Regions from separate parts of the Mus musculus genome. Here region 1 is linked to region 2. Evidence: chromatin contacts called from public HiChIP or PLAC-seq data. All regions are on one chromosome and are shown on one strand. Each heading gives the region's core, a stretch centred on a gene start, on an enhancer-like site or on the middle of the called end of the contact. The rest is flanking DNA. Distances are from core to core; before and after follow the strand shown.

Region 1 (2,700 bases), core at 75-2,574, 340 kb after region 2:
AAAGGAACTTCAATTGAGAACAATGTTTCCATAAGATCCAACTGTAGGGCATTTTCTTAATTAATGATTGATGGGGGAAGGCCCCGCCCATTGTGGGTGGAGCCATCCCTGGGCTGGTCAGGGGGTTCTATAAGAAAGCAGGCTGAAACCGGATTTGGTGGTATATGCCTCTAATCCCAGCACTCAGAAGGCAGAGGCAGAGGCGGGAGGTTGGGGCTAGCCTGGCCTATACAGTGAGTCCCAGACCAATTTAAGCTACCTGCAGGTGACAGATCAGTAAAGTAGATTGACACCACCAAGTCAGTCTGCTAGTGGCAGAGCTGGGATGCGAACCCAGGGCTGTGTGGCTCCATGAAAAGAGTCCCAAATCCAGAACCTGAGGGCTAAGGCAGGTAGGAGCCAAACTTGGTGACCTGCGTTCAATCCACAAACCCATATGGTAGAAGGAGAAAGCCCAGGTTTGCAAACTGATCTCTGTGCACGTGCGCGCACACGAACTTTTTTTTTTTTTTTTAATTAAGAGATGTGAGCTGTTGTCCCATTCTGCCGTTGAGAAAACTGATCCAAGATCACAAGAGACTGAGGGCAAAAATCTGAATCTGTGGGCCGTCTGACTCCAGAGTGTGCCCAGTAACCTCTCAAAGCAGGCCCTGGGAGCTTCCGGTTCAATATTTGTGGGTTGAGATGGGAGCCCTGCCCTCTGCACCAAAGAAAACTTAATTTGGTAAACAAAAAGCCATAGCCAGCCGCTCCAGAGAATGCAAACTAAAAAAGGTCAGGAGGGCATGTTGGCTCAAAATGACCCGGGTTGAATACTAAGCCAGCTCGGGCTACACAGTAAGTCCCGACCAACCTGGGCTACACCGTGAATTAATTCCTAGCCAGGCCTGGTCTACACGGTGCGAAGCCATCTCAAAAACAAAAGTAGATTAGAGAGGACAAGAAAGGGGGTAAAGAAAAGGGACAAACGGTGAAACCGGGACTAAGAAGTGGGAAACGTTTGGTGATGTGGCTACTGCCATTGCACACCAGAGAAACTGAAGCACACAGAGCCTAGGTGGAGGCCCAGGAAGGTAGCAGATGCTGGGACGGGAAAACAGGACGCAAATGCTCGCCCTAGCCGGTGGCCTCGACCCCGCCCCATGCACACAAGCGACAGCCAATGGAAGCGGCACACGGCGCGCCTTTCCCGGGGGGATGCTCTAGCTAGCTCTAGAACCCGGAAGCGCGGCGGATGGACAAGTCGAGACAGCCAATCCGCCGCGGCAAGGGCGGCCGTCCGTCCAATGGCGAGGCGACGGGAGCGGGGCGAGGTGGTGGGGGCGGGGCCTGCGACCGCGGCTGCGGGGAACGGCCGCGCGGGTTTGGATGCTGGAGGCGGGCACGAGCCCTGGGCCGGTTCGTAGCGGGAGCTCGCGGCAGCCTCATTCCACCCCCCACCCCACCCCCCGCTTCGGGAGTAAGCCGAAGTCTGCTGGGCTCGAGCCGCTGCACAGGCCGCGCGAAGTGATGACGTGGCGGGTCAGGCCCCGGAGCTCCGGCGCCGCCTGTCAGAACGGCGTCATCCCTCATCTGTAAACCGGGAGCTACAGGTAGCTTGCTCGCTCTTCGCAAGGGGGCTGACAGCGTGCAAGGCTGGCCGGCAGCGCAGTGTCCGGCACACCATAGTTGCCCAATAAATGCTTATTGTTGGCAAGATGGCATTTGCATACCTGATCCCTCGCTCCCCCCCCCCATCCCCCGCCAGCCCCCAAGCTTGTGTTCGCCCTCGCTGAGGTAGGGCATCATCACCCACTGTTGTTGGCCAGGCCTTGGGTTTCCCTGTCTATGATGGACAAGCCAGGGAAGGAAGGGCAGAAGGGACACAACATTGGTCACCGAGGCTGTCGGTATTCATATGGTAACATCAGGACACCAGACATTTGTCCTTATCGAAGATTGTGGTGTGTGTCCAGGGGCGTATGCAGGAGTTACAGCCCAAACACTAGGTGTCCTGTGGCAATAGTCGCTTGTGGTGGACTAGTGGACTAAGAGGGGGGCTGAAAAGTCCCCGACTTCACTTTTCTGAGTTCTGATTGCATCTCCTCTGGGGAGGGCGGTGTGGAAACATCACCTCCTGGGGTTGTAGGCTGAGATTATGAAAGTTAATATATATAAATGCATTAGAGTCCTATCACTCTACCCCGGAGGAGCTATGGGTTAGGATGAATCTTCCCAGGCTGGCCCTGCACCATGAGACCCCTCCCCCATTTCCGTGGTCCCTAATGAATTAGAAAGTGTGACGATTCTGTGTCTGGTCTCTCCATCTGGGAACGGGTCCACTCCCACTGCCTCATTCTTTTACAATGCTTGGTTCCTTGCAGGGTCCAGCTTTTCCTCTGTGTCGAGTGCTCTGGGCCCAGCCCTCAGTCCAGATGATACTCATGCCAATGGCGTCGGTGGTGGCAGTGGCCGAACCCAAATGGGTCTCCGTCTGGGGCCGTTTCCTGTGGATGGCGCTGCTGAGCATGGCTCTGGGGTCGCTGCTGGCTCTGCTGCTGCCGCTGGGAGTTGTGGAAGAGCATTGCCTGGCTGTGCTCAGAGGTTTCCACCTGCTCAGGAGCAAACTGGACAGGGCACAGCCTGTGGTCCCCAAGTGCACCAGCCTATGCACAGAGCTCAGTGTCTCCTCCAGGGATGCAGGGCTGCTGACAGTCAAGA
Region 2 (2,700 bases), core at 97-2,596:
ATGAATTACTTAGATTCATATTAAAGGCCATTGTTCACAATCATAAGAACTTTATTTTATGAGAGCATTCATGGATATCTTGATGGAGTGGGCCCAGTAATACTGGTAGGGGTGTGTGCCATGTGTGTGCTGTATACACTGCATGTATACAATCCTGTGCACATGCATATTGTGTATACATGTGTGTGCACATTGTATGTGTATAGCTGTGAATATACTGCCTGTACATATGTGTGCTGGGTGCATACGTGTGCATGTATGCTATGAGCATACATGAATACCACGTGTGTGCTGTTGTCTGTGATGTGTTCACGTGTGTTTTATAAGTATGCTGTGTGTTGTGTGGGTGAATGTGTAGGCTGCCCATATCTGTTGCATGTGCGTGTGCTGTACCACATGTGTGTGCATGCACTCCATGGTTGCATTGCTGCAGGTGTACTTTGTATGATGTGCTGTGTGTGTTCATGTGTGCTATTTGTGTACTGCATGTGTGTGTGTGTGCATTTTCTGTGCCATAGCTTCCTGTGGAAATCATCTTTTTGAGCCTGTGGACCTCGGCAGCAGTGAGGCTGGGTGAGACTGAGTCTTCAGGGCAGTCTGCCCCCTGCTTCCTAGATGTGGTGATGCCCTTGCTGTCCTCTGCAGCTGGAGATCTGGGAAGCAGAGAGCAATGGTTCTGGAGGAGGAAAGCCAGGTAGAGCCTGGAGATGGGATGATGAGGCTGTGTGTCATGAAGGGTGTCAAGAACTATGTGTTTCTGGGTAGAAGAGGACATAGGGTCCTTGTGCTCCAGACTTCTGTTCAGATCTATATGGTCCTTGAGATTTGCCTGCCCAGTTTGTCTCTTCTAAACCTCATGTTCAAGTCTGCTCCCCAAAGTCACAGTGTTGAGACGGAGTGGAACAGTGGGCTGGGTCAGGTCTCACAGTAGCGAGTGCTTCCAGGTCCTGCAGGGATGGCGTTGCGACTGCTGGTGCTGAGTGTCACACCAGTCAGCCTGCGACTTCCATTCACCTTTCTGCTTTTGGCCATGGGCTGAAGCAGCAGAAGACTCCCATATGCAGCTGAGGGAACTTCACATTCACAACCAAGAGCTGAAACAGATCTCATTCTTTTATAATGTAACCCGTCTCAGATATTCTGTTACAAAAACAAGGAATAGACGAAGATCAGGTGTAGTTGCCCGGTGCCATTTTTTTTTCTTCTTTCTTGTTTGTTGACCATTGTGTGACGCCCCACAGAGCTGTTTCCTTAGACTCGGCTTTCAGGAACAGCTTCTTCAGAACAGAGCTGAGCTACCCAGCGTTGAGACTGAGCCACAATGTCATTTGCATACACGGTGATTAGCTCAGTTATTTGCATGAAAGTTGCATCAGTTTAGTTACATAATGATCAAGTCAGACAGTGAGCCAATCTGAGGGTGTTTTTAAAATTCTTTTCTCTTCACCAAATCTGTTTGTAGTTTAATCTGGTTGTGTGGCTCCTGAAAGGTGTGCTATCTCCACGAGAAGTGGTTTCGCAACTCTCCCGGGTTAAACCCATGATCTGGCCCCACCACAAGCTTCAACCAAAGCTCACAGCGGGCAGCTGCTAGAGCCTGTAGTGAGACTCCATGCATCCAAGACAGCGGGAGAAACGAGGAGACCTGGGGCAGACTGCACTGGCCCCCACCCTGGGGTAGAATAGTATGCTGCTCTAAACCAGTGAGGCTAGGAATTGTGACTTGCTGAAAGGTCATCAGAAAGTACCTGCTCTAGCTAGCAGTGAGCACCCTTCTCACAGAGCCTCGCCCACGGGCACGACAGCACCTTCACACATGGCTTCAAGGATGTGCCTACTCTTGGCTGCTCCATGGTCAAGGATGAACTTCAAGAGCCAGTTTGTAGGCACATAAAAACAAACACCAGGGTATGAATCAATGAGGCTGGGAGTGTGTGTGTGTGTTCTGGCATTTGCCTGTTCTGGGGACTTCAAGAAAGCCCCCAGCTCTGTTTCAGTGATGTGGGCTTAGAGGGTCAGACTACAGAAGCTAGTGAAATAGCATGCATAAAAACCATCGCCATGGCTGCACACGCTCAGTCCTCAGTCAGGGCTGGCCACCCTTACATGTTGTCACCACTACTACCATTAAGGCAGCAGGAGGGGGGGAGGCTGGAGAGATGATGGCTCAGCGGTTAAGAGCACTGACTGCCCTTCCAGAGGACCTGGGTTCAATTTCTGGCAACCACATGGTGGCTCACAACCATCTGTAACGGGATCTGATGTCATCTTCCGGTGTGTCTGAAGACAATGACAGTGTTCTCACATATATTAAACAAATCTTTAGGGGAATGGATGGACCATCTGCATGGGAATCTTCTAGCCTCAGGGATGCTTGGGGAGTTGGACTCTGAAGACAACAGGAAATCATCGCTTACATCCATGGATGTAAAGGCTGGGCTTGCAGGGCACAGCACTAGCCAGTGATGATGTGGCATCTGGAAACACAGTATTAACTGGGGTTCATTTCAGTTGGATCACAGATAATTGCACGCACCATCTCTAATTGATGGTGAGGAAGCTCTGCTAATGAACAGGGGGTTTCAAACTGAGAGACTCAAGACTCTACAGCCTCCCTATGTGGACGTGACCCATAGCCACCTCTGCTGTCATCCTTTACACCCCAAACAGTGACTGTGATGTTGGATGTCAGGTCAGGGT

What was found. HiChIP or PLAC-seq counts read pairs in DNA pulled down with a chosen protein or histone mark.
Region 1: a contact with region 2 is called in an H3K27ac HiChIP or PLAC-seq map of SST interneurons, with 6 times the contacts expected there. The contact joins the promoter of Ficd here to the enhancer-like site in region 2. A contact is called at or near these places in 3 of 39 promoter capture datasets (cranial neural crest, embryonic stem cells and second pharyngeal arch cranial neural crest), 1 of 15 datasets of contacts at CTCF or cohesin (the NIH/3T3 cell line), 10 of 484 Hi-C or Micro-C datasets (CD4 T cells, the Patski cell line, bone marrow-derived macrophages and 7 more), 18 of 115 datasets of contacts at active chromatin or transcription factors (SST interneurons, bone marrow-derived macrophages, embryonic basal ganglia and 12 more) and 3 of 9 other capture datasets (adipose tissue, macrophages and pancreatic islet).

Annotation. Positions count from the first base shown.
Region 1 is chr5:113,734,458-113,737,157 of GRCm38.p6, forward strand. Ficd (FIC domain containing) reads left to right here and starts at 1,325. Exons shown (of 3, transcript NM_001010825.3): 1 at 1,325-1,592; 2 at 2,364-2,700. The coding sequence starts at 2,415.
Region 2 is chr5:113,392,650-113,395,349 of GRCm38.p6, forward strand. No RefSeq gene overlaps it. Among named protein-coding and RNA genes, the nearest start is that of Aym1, 37 kb to the left of the region's middle. Within about 2 kb of position 1,347, at least 15 of the 459 cell types and tissues checked have an H3K27ac peak or open chromatin away from gene starts, as enhancers often do. A contact at or near this core is called in SST interneurons and cortical neurons, where this site is marked.